Linked DNA regions of Mus musculus: region 2 is linked to region 1. Evidence: chromatin contacts called from public HiChIP or PLAC-seq data. All regions are on one chromosome and are shown on one strand. The core of a region is the stretch at or near the end of the contact, and the rest is flanking DNA. Distances in the headings are between cores, read along the strand shown. Region 1 overlaps Gm30320 (a long non-coding RNA gene). Region 2 has its middle 15 kb from the start of Gm30796.

Evidence for each region. HiChIP or PLAC-seq counts read pairs in DNA pulled down with a chosen protein or histone mark.
Region 2: an H3K27ac HiChIP or PLAC-seq map of microglia shows a contact between it and region 1, with 6 times the contacts expected there. The contact joins two enhancer-like sites. A contact is called at or near these places in 7 of 39 promoter capture datasets (the 3T3-L1 cell line, 3T3-L1-derived adipocytes, hematopoietic stem and progenitor cells and 3 more), 19 of 484 Hi-C or Micro-C datasets (B cells, the C2C12 cell line, the G1E-ER4 cell line and 12 more), 12 of 115 datasets of contacts at active chromatin or transcription factors (T-cell acute lymphoblastic leukemia, bone marrow-derived dendritic cells, bone marrow-derived macrophages and 6 more) and 1 of 9 other capture datasets (embryonic stem cells).

Annotation. Positions count from the first base shown.
Region 1 is chr2:166,178,577-166,183,137 of GRCm38.p6, forward strand. It overlaps Gm30320 (a long non-coding RNA gene), which reads left to right. Exons shown (of 4, transcript XR_866951.1): 3 at 144-572; 4 at 3,802-4,161. Among named protein-coding and RNA genes, the nearest start is that of Gm30536, 14 kb to the right of the region's middle. Within about 2 kb of position 2,350, at least 165 of the 459 cell types and tissues checked have an H3K27ac peak or open chromatin away from gene starts, as enhancers often do. A contact at or near this core is called in bone marrow-derived macrophages and microglia, where this site is marked.
Region 2 is chr2:166,417,997-166,422,557 of GRCm38.p6, forward strand. No RefSeq gene overlaps it. Among named protein-coding and RNA genes, the nearest start is that of Gm30796, 15 kb to the left of the region's middle. Within about 2 kb of position 2,510, at least 32 of the 459 cell types and tissues checked have an H3K27ac peak or open chromatin away from gene starts, as enhancers often do. A contact at or near this core is called in bone marrow-derived macrophages and microglia, where this site is marked.

The sequences.
Region 1 (4,561 bases), core at 1,100-3,599:
ATGACCTTGAGCTGCATTCAGGAACACAGTACCCAGTTCTATGCAGCACTGGGAATTGAACCTACGGCCCTGTGTGTGCTAGGCAATTGTCTAATAACTGAGCCTTGTTCTCATACCTGCTTAAATTTTTTTTTCTCTTTTAGGATAAGAGGTCTTTCTCACTCTGTAGCACAAAGTAACTGTGAACTCAAGGCAATTCTTCTGCCTCAGCTCCCTCATACTGGATGACAGCACACCTAGCTCCAGCCTGGTTTCAAACTCACCATCCTCTTGGCCGCCTTGGCTTTGCCAAGTTCAGGAACTTCAGGCACGTGCCTCCACCCCTGGCCAGAAGCAGTTTTCTTACTAATAGTTTTGATCCGAGGGCTAGGTGATCCAAGGGTCAAAGGTCACTCCTAGAAGTCACAGTTAAAACAGGGACATCTAGGAGAGGAACGGTTGACTCGGGAACCCAGGGGTTGTCGCCAAAGCTGCATTGAACTCCGAGGTGCACTTAGGGTTTGAAACGGCCCCAGAGATTGAAGAGAACAATGTCAAAGAGAAGAGATGAACAGGAGACGTGAGGATGGAAGGTGAGGAATCCAGAAAGCTGAGAGCCACACCCAGGGTGCGTGATAGGGATTTCGATCTCTCTCTGGAAGGGAGGGTTTCTGTTTCTGGAGCTGGAAGGCATAGGAGCAGGGGAGCCAGAAAGAGCTGCGGCAGGGCTGAGGGGGCTCTGGAGGCAGATGGGAGGCAGCAGACAGTGGATACTTACAGATGAGTTAGTATCTGCCCTTCTGAGTGGTAAGGTTCTCCCCTTTTTCCTCCCTTCCCCTCCCCTCCCCTCCCCTTTTCCTCCCTCCCCTTTTCCTCCCTCCCCTCCCCTCCCCTCCCTTCTTTCCTTCCTTCCTTCCTTCCTTCCTTCCTTCCTTCCTTCCTTCCTTCCTTCCTTCCTTCCTTCCTTTCTATACAGGTTCTCAGCCCTCTAAAGGCTGCCCTTAAGCTTGCTAAGTGGCTAAGGATGACCTTGAACTCTTGGTCCTGATGTCTGCACCTCTCTAGTGCTGGGTGACAGGTGTGTGCCACCATGCTGGGCTTTTGCTGAGGGAGGTTTTGCAAAAGTCAGGCAAGCGCTCTACCAGCCGAGCTACACACATATTTCCTAATGGCTATGTGTAGCTGCTTCCCTCTGGGTTTATGCAGAGCCGAAATGAAATTTCAGAAGAGTGGATTTATGCCTGAAGTCCTATTATAACAGAAGAAATCTGAGCTTTTGGTTCCCTTGGAGGCCAGCTGTCAGGGATGCAGAGTGCAGAGGTCAAGAGAGGCCTGCCTGAGAAGATGTTGCCCAGAGCAACAACCTGGGGGAGGGGAGTGGGAGGGATTGGCCTAGACTCTGTCTTTGGAGGCCTGGTCAAGGCAAGAAACCAGGAGCTGAGCCATTCAGGACTGAAGTTGATACCCTTAGGGGGGCTGGTGGCTCACTTTCGGAAAATTACTTTCCTGTCTTTGGTCAAAATAGCACTGTGGGCAGCAAGTATTGTGTATAAGACAGATAATAAAAGCTCCCAGCTTATAGGATGGGTGTGTACACCCCAGCCTGCCCTGGGAGAAATCACATCACAGCAAACAGAGACCATCAGACTCTCCAAGGGATGGGCCCATCCTCCTTCCTAACACACAGAAGCAGGGCTTCTAGAAGCCATTTGCCCGTCCCAGCTGTTTTGAGTATTCCTCGCACCCGTTTTTTTATGAGTCTTTGAGAGGGGGACCTGCCTGTGTTGGCAGGTTTCAATTTCATCTCGAGTCTACTCTGCCTGGTAACAGAAGCCCCAAAGCACAGGAAAGCGACCACAGGCATCTGGAAAAGATTGACTTCTGTGTTTTTAATCACCAGAAGAAAACCCAGCCAGGGAGTTAGCCAGTTGAACTGAGAGTTTGAGGGCTAAGGCCAGCAGCAGCAAGGGAGAGAAGTCTCATGGGGCCCAGAGACAGTTTTCCCCAGAGAACTCCAGAGGCAGGCCCTGGAGGAGCAGCCAGGCTGGAAGCACAGGACAGGGCCAGTTTTGAAAGTTTGTTTGTGCCTATCCCATTCTCTTTCCTCTCTGAGTTTTTACCTTGGTGGTGGAAAAAGTGTTGTGATTTCTAAAGACAACTTCTTCCTCATCTTCCCCTGTGAACTGCCGAGCAAAGGATTAATTTAGATTTCTGCCATGCCGGGGCCTCTCTCATTAAATGAATCCCATTGTCTCGTGGAAGCCCAGGCAAGTCAGCTTAATGACGCCTCGCTCCCTCCAGTCCTGAGCAAACGTCCCGGGTGCTTTCTGGCTCTCTCTGCCATAGTTTCCTTGGCAGCTTTCCAGTTTCCATTCTGTTGCTCCATGCTCCAAACTCCTCCCCCACCGGCCCCACCCACACTATAGTCTGCACCCCTTTCTGATGCCTCGTGGGGTGTGCTTACCCCATTTCTATGGTTTCTGTTTCTACTGACAGTGTGACTGTACACAGCCAGGCTGTTTGGAGTTCTCAGAAGACATGGAGTCGGGTTCCTCGTGTCCCTGACAACAGTTCATGTTTGCTGGGATAGGATGTGTTGGTTGCAGGGAAAGGCAGACATTCTTATGCCCATAGTCGGAATAAAGGGCACACAAACACTTGTTCCTTCTAAAGGAACAAGCAAGAAAGAGTCCCAAAAAGTCCTTTCACTTCTCCATATGGGCCTGGATGAGGAAGTGGTCAGAGGCAAAGATTTCACATCCTTTAGCAGTCTGGAAGATTGAAAAGACAGAAGCTGGTCTGACATTGAACAGAAATCTCCATAAAACAATCTCTGCAGGGTGGATCTCATTGCATCTCAGACTGTGGCTGGGTGCTTCATGGACATATGACCTTCTGGGCTGAGACAGACAGAGCTCATGGAAACTTGGGCTAATTGGTTAGGATCCCCCCTTCTCTTGGACTGGTGCTCAGGCTGGAAAATGGGACCATTCTGAAGGCTTGTTGAGGGCAGAGAGTGGGCATGCCTCAGGGTGGGGATGCCGAAGGAAGGTAATGGGAGCTGGGCTGTAGATCGTGCCCTGAATATTTCTAGACACATAGGAGTGTGAAGCGGGTGTGGGCTTTGTAGCAGTCAGCTTTGGCTGTGTAACAAAGTCCCCCATCCTTCCAATGTTCATGGCTCACACAAGCCTTTGTTGCCTCCAGTTTCTAAGGGTTGGATTCGGGCACTTCCTGAATGGTTTGGGGGCTCCAGATCCATTGCGGGCTAGCAGCAGGGAGCAGCTGCAGGCCTTGAGGGTGTTCTTGTAAGTGCCATGGAAGGACAGACTCTGGGCTTGCTCACGTGGCCACTGGCCCCACATTCCCTTCCTAACCAAACATCCCCACCCCTGTACATCAAATCTGCGTTGTGTGGGAAGGGACATGGAGTCGAAGGGACAGGGATCAAGAAAGGCTGGCTGCTATCAATTTTATTTAAAAGGTCCTTAGAGGGGCTGAGGAGGCGGTTAAGCTTAAGGACTTGAGTTCCAGAGCCCACATAAGAAAGCTGGGTGTGGTGGCATGCGTGGGTAGCCCCAGTGCGGGAGGTGTGGACAGGAGGCTCGCTGGCCAACCAGTCTTGCCTAATTGGTGAGCTCCAGGCCGAAGAGAGACCTGTCTCAAAGGAGGTGGGCTGCATTTCTGTGACGGACACCTGGAAGGACAGGGAATGTGAAGAGATGAATCTGAGAGGATTGTGTCCCCATCTTGAATGTCCCCGCAAGCCTGGGTTGGTGCCATGTGACATGCGTTTGCTGTTTTTAATTTTCTTCTCTTCAGGGTAGGAGACAAAGCCTCATTAACATGATGCATTGAAGCAGGAAGCAAAGAGACGGTTAAATGACCTGAGAGGCGATGTTTGCAGCCAAACAGGGTGGCGTTGCTACCCCAGCAGTGAGGCTTGGAGAGGCCAGGAGCAGCATATGGGGACCTGGCTGAATGTCAGTAGAGAAGGGGACCTGACAGCTGCTGTTGAGCAATGGGGAGTGCTGATGCACCTACCCTGAGGCCCAGCATCGTCCTTCCGAGGTCCATAGGGAAAGGAGGTCCTCAGAGCTCACCTTCCGGAACAAGGAGGGCGACTGCTGACTGAGGCTAGACCCTATGCTAAGTTACTGCATATTGTATAACACAGTGGGTTTGCGGGGGGGGGGGGGGGGAGGGGGCTTGCCCTAGGAGACTCCATCTTACAAAGAGCTCTGGGGATGGAGATGGCTCAGCGGTTAAGAGCACTGACTGCTCTTCCAAAGGTCCTGAGTTCAAATCCCAGCAACCACATGGTGGCTCACAACCAGATCTAACGCCCTCTTCTACAGCGACTGAAGATAGCTACAGTGTATTTACATATAATAAAATAAATAAGTCTGTAAAAAAAAAAAGAGCTCTGGACTCCATCTTGATGGCAGGGGTGGGGATGGGTGACTGCAACCCCTGGGTGGACTCTGAAACTGCATCATCTGCCAGGTACCACCCACCCAGACCAGACTGGTAAGGGACTCATCTCTAGGGATAGAAAGGGAGCCACCTTACAAGTTTGCTA
Region 2 (4,561 bases), core at 1,260-3,759, 240 kb after region 1:
GAAATTCTGGCTTTTAGGAATCTACACACAGTCAGAATGCAGTCTAGACTTCCCTTGCCAGCAGGTACCCTGTACACACACAGAGCCTTCTTAACCTCAGAAGTTTCCGTGGAAGTCTCATGTGGTGCGGTGACCATGTGTGACAACCATGCTTTATCTGTAGAAGAAGTCAAGGAAACATTTCTTTGTTGTTGTAGGTTTGGTTTGGTTTTTTCGAGACAGGGTTTCTCTGTGTAGCCCGGGATGTTCTGGAACTCACTCAATAGACCAGGCTGGCCTTGAACTCAGAAATCCGCCTGCCTCTGCCTCCCAAGTGCTGGGATTAAAGGCGTGTGCCACCACTGCCTGGTGCAGAGGAAGCATTTCTAGCTTCCTTGTGGAAAATCGAGGAGTGGCATCTGTGTTGAGACACCATCCTTACTCTGGATGCTTGTGTGCATCAACAGGACAGCTAAGCCACGCCCAGGGTCCCCTACAGAGGGATGGCCTTAGTCCACCTCACCCAGTATACTGATGTAAATTTTATTTTCAGGTCTCCCAAGAATAGCCACAACTAAGCCGCTCTCCTGGCTAGCTCCCCGCGCACAAAGTCTCTATTATGCTGTTTTGTTTTCCAAACGGGAGAAGGGAACAGATTCTTATTAAGAGTCACAAGCCAAAGCTCATCAGGCTAAACTGAGCACAGCTATACACCTGGTTCTGTCTGTCCTCTTTCTTCTAACTCAGGCCCTCTCTCTCCACCCACTCTGAGCTTGATCTTGTTTCTTTCATGGAACGTGACACGCCCTAAAATTGTCTTGTTATTGTGTTTTCTGGTCCCTTTTTGTGCTTTGAATGTGTGTGTATGTTCACATGTGTAGTACACTCATGTGTTTGTCTGTTCACCTGTGTAGTACATGTGTGTGTTTGTACATTCTTGTGTGTAGAACACATATGTTTGTGCATTTACACATTAGCACACGTGTGTGTTTGCATGTTCACGTGTATAGTACCCTTGTGTGTCTGTGTGTTTACACATGTAGTACACATGTGTTTGCATGTTAACATGTGTAGCACACATGCCTTTAGAGGCCAGATGTCTTCCTCATTCACTCTCCACATTATTTCCTGAAGTGGAGTCTCTCACTGAACCCAGAGCACCCCGATTCATCTAGTCTAGTGAATCAACTTGCCCCAGAGACCCCTCATCGCAGATCCTGATGGCTTCTAAGTAGAATTCAGTGACTCACAGGTCAGTGTGTGGAAAGGGTGGGGTGGAGCACAGCAACACCCCCCCCCAATCTCCTCTCTGCTTCAGTGTCTGTCCAGCTCTTGCCGCCCCCAGGAGACATTTCCATCCTTCTTGGGGAATTTTCCTCCTGCTCAAAATTAGACATGCTCTGATTGCCAGCAGATTCACTGACGGGAGCCTCGGGTCCTAGAGAATGTAAGGCCACGTCTGTCACTCCATGGGGAACTGTCCTACTCAGTACCAATGAGCTATGACCCCTAGAAACTCAATTAAAGCACAGGGCACTTAAAGAGTGATATTTGAATTAGATCCGATTTTGCCCCCCGGGGGTCCAGGTTGGAGACACGAATGAGCTACTGGGTTTTGTAATGATCTCAGATGTTCAGTTCACAGAATAAAACAAATTCCCACGTGGGGTCCAAGTGCTGTCACTCACTATCGGGAATGTCATGAGATTGTTTGGCCCTGTCGCGTGCTCAGAAAACAGCTGACATTTAACAAAGGTGAGTTAGTTGTCAGAGAGAGCAATAATGAACAATATTGAAGTAGGTCACTTTCATTCTCCCAGCTAGTTGTGTGCCCTGCTTTAGAGCGAAATTCCTTCCCAGTGTTCGTCCACGGCTTCCTTCCAAGTAAAACTCATTAGAGAGATTTCTTTGGGGGATTTTTTTTTTCTTTTCCTTTCTCTGCTTCTTTTCTTGACTCTGGTTAAATAAATTATTGATTTGTTTTCAAGATAATTTAAGGGGTGATACAGTTGTGATTTAATAACTGTGGCCAAAATGCATTCAAAGGAAACACACTTAAGGGGTTCAATTAGGGAATCTGATTTTGTTTTTGTTTTTTTTTAAATAATCAAACCAACCAAGCAATGAGCCACCATCATGGGGACTCCTGGGTGGGCTGGATGGGCACAGAGCATCGTGTGAGCTTTAATACTGCAGGACAAATGAACTAAAGGAAAACAGACATCAGAGGCTGGGGAGGTCCTGGCAGACAAGTGTCATCCCAGGGGAATTATGGGCCTGCAGGGACCATGGACATCAGGCCCAGGTCACAGTTGTTCATAAGTTTAGACATCCAACTTCAAAGACACCAAATCAAAAGAACTGGGCACACCCAGTTTTGAAGACCAAAGCTTCCTTGTTCAGATGCTATGGCCTCTTGTCTGTCCCAGAACAGCTGCTTAGATTGGCTTCACCACGGGGCCTGTGCTCTGGAACCACGGCAACCACCCCAGGTCCCTTTGCAAAGAGCAGCTTCCTCATCCTGAGCCGGTCATATCCCCAGCCTCGTGGGGCCTGAGAGGAACAAGTCTGAGTCACACGCTCACCCCTGGAAACTGTGGAAACCAGTCAATGCCTGGCTCCCGGAGGCAGCTCCCAGCACTGAAGTGTCTAAGGAGCACTAAGAAGATTCCGAGACAACGCTTGTGAGAAAGCACATCATTGGGGGGGGGGGGGAGTGTCATCTGTTTGCTGACCCCACAGGCAGCAGGACCAGCCAGGCTCCTCATCCTCCTGCATCTGCTTGTCCTTTCCCACATGCTGGGCTGTAGCCCTTCAACCTCTAAGCCCAAATGAACCTTAATGACGTTGACACCTGACAAGAAGGTATTGAGTGGACTAATGAAATCAAGACAATCTCACACACACACACACACACACACGCCACAAGCCATCATAACCTAGACAATCCTTCACGGAGACATCTCCCAGTTGACTCTAGTTTGTATAAAGTGGGCAATTAAAACTAAGCATCCATCGGACCTCAAAGAAGGGGATCGGGAGTGATTGAGGATAGAGTGAGCTCCTGATGTCCTTGGGCCTCCACACAATGTGCACAGATGTGTGTGCATACATGTGCATACACTTCATGCACGCACATAACAGACATGCTTGGTGGTTTGAATGTTTGCCCATTAGGAGGTGTGGCCTTATTGGAAGAGGTATGGCCTGTTGGAGCAAGTGTGTCACTTCATAGGTGGGCCTCGAGGCCACCTATGCTCAGGCTCCACCCAGTATAGAAGAGAACCTCCTCCTGGCTACCTACAAAAGAGCACCTCCTCCTGGTTGCTTTCAGATAAAGATGTAGAACTCTCCACTCCTTCAGCACCATGAGCACCTGCACGCTGCTATGCTGCCTGCCATGATGATAATAGACTGAACATCTGACAGTGAGAGCCAGCCCCAATGAAATGTTTGCCTTTATAAGAGTTGCCTTGGTCATGGTGTCTTTTCACATCAGTGAAGCCCTAACTAAGACACATGCTCGAAGAGTCACCGTTTAGGGTTGACTGTGTGCCAGTCTAAGCTCTTTGTACTTTAAATACCATTTACGTCTCTACAATCTGAAATTAGCATTCTGTTCGGTGACTTTCTCAGGATCGTCTAGCTGGGATGTGGAGTCAGGTACATGGTGGCACTGGCCTTTCTAAAGATGAGGGTGACCTTAACCGAGGCTATCCCCTGCAAAGGGGAGGTCACTAAACCCTGCAGCCACGCATCCTGCCTGACCATCCTAGATAATGCATTCTGGGTGGTGGAAGATTTGCCATCCCAGGCGCATTCGTAGAATGCTTGTCCTAGGTTCATTCCCCAGCAGTAAGTACATTTTTTTAAAAAAAGGTAGGAATCCTTTCTAAAAGGTTACATGGTGTCTGCTGCCTTACTCTCTTAATGACTCTGAAATATTCTAAAGTAGTACATTTTGCTATCTCTTCTAAAGTGTAACTACATTTCCTAGATATTCATGTCAGAGAACAGTCTTTCATGGCCCAGGGCTTCCTGTAGCCTTTAGAGCCAGGCCTGCCTTAAACACTTCATGTTGAACTCAACATCAGCTGCTGAGTGAGACACTATTCAGGAGCCACCCCTGAAGGTTGTTTGTGAGAGGGTCAGGGTTTGGCATTCAGGCCCCAAATGTCATCTCTAGTGTCTGTTGATATGATATCAATGCCCACGTTTGTTCCACGGTCTGTTGAGATGGCTATTTTCATTGTCAACAGACTCTGAACTCCACTAGGAGTCAAAGCTCTAGGCGTGTGTGTCTACGAGGGGTTTTCTAGGTTGGGTTAACTGAGGTGGGAAGACCCATGCCACCTGTGGGCGGCTCCATCCCATAGGCTGGGCTTTCAGATTCAATAAAAAGGAGAAAGCAAACAGAATAAATGACCAAATGCTAACATCCAGCACTCTCAGCTTGCCTGATTGTGGTTACAATGTGACCGGCTGCCCCAAACTCCTGCTGCCCAATTCTTCATGTGAGAAGAAAACATAAGGAAGCACATACGGGGCCTGGAGGCAGCTCACCGGGTAAACTGCTTGATAT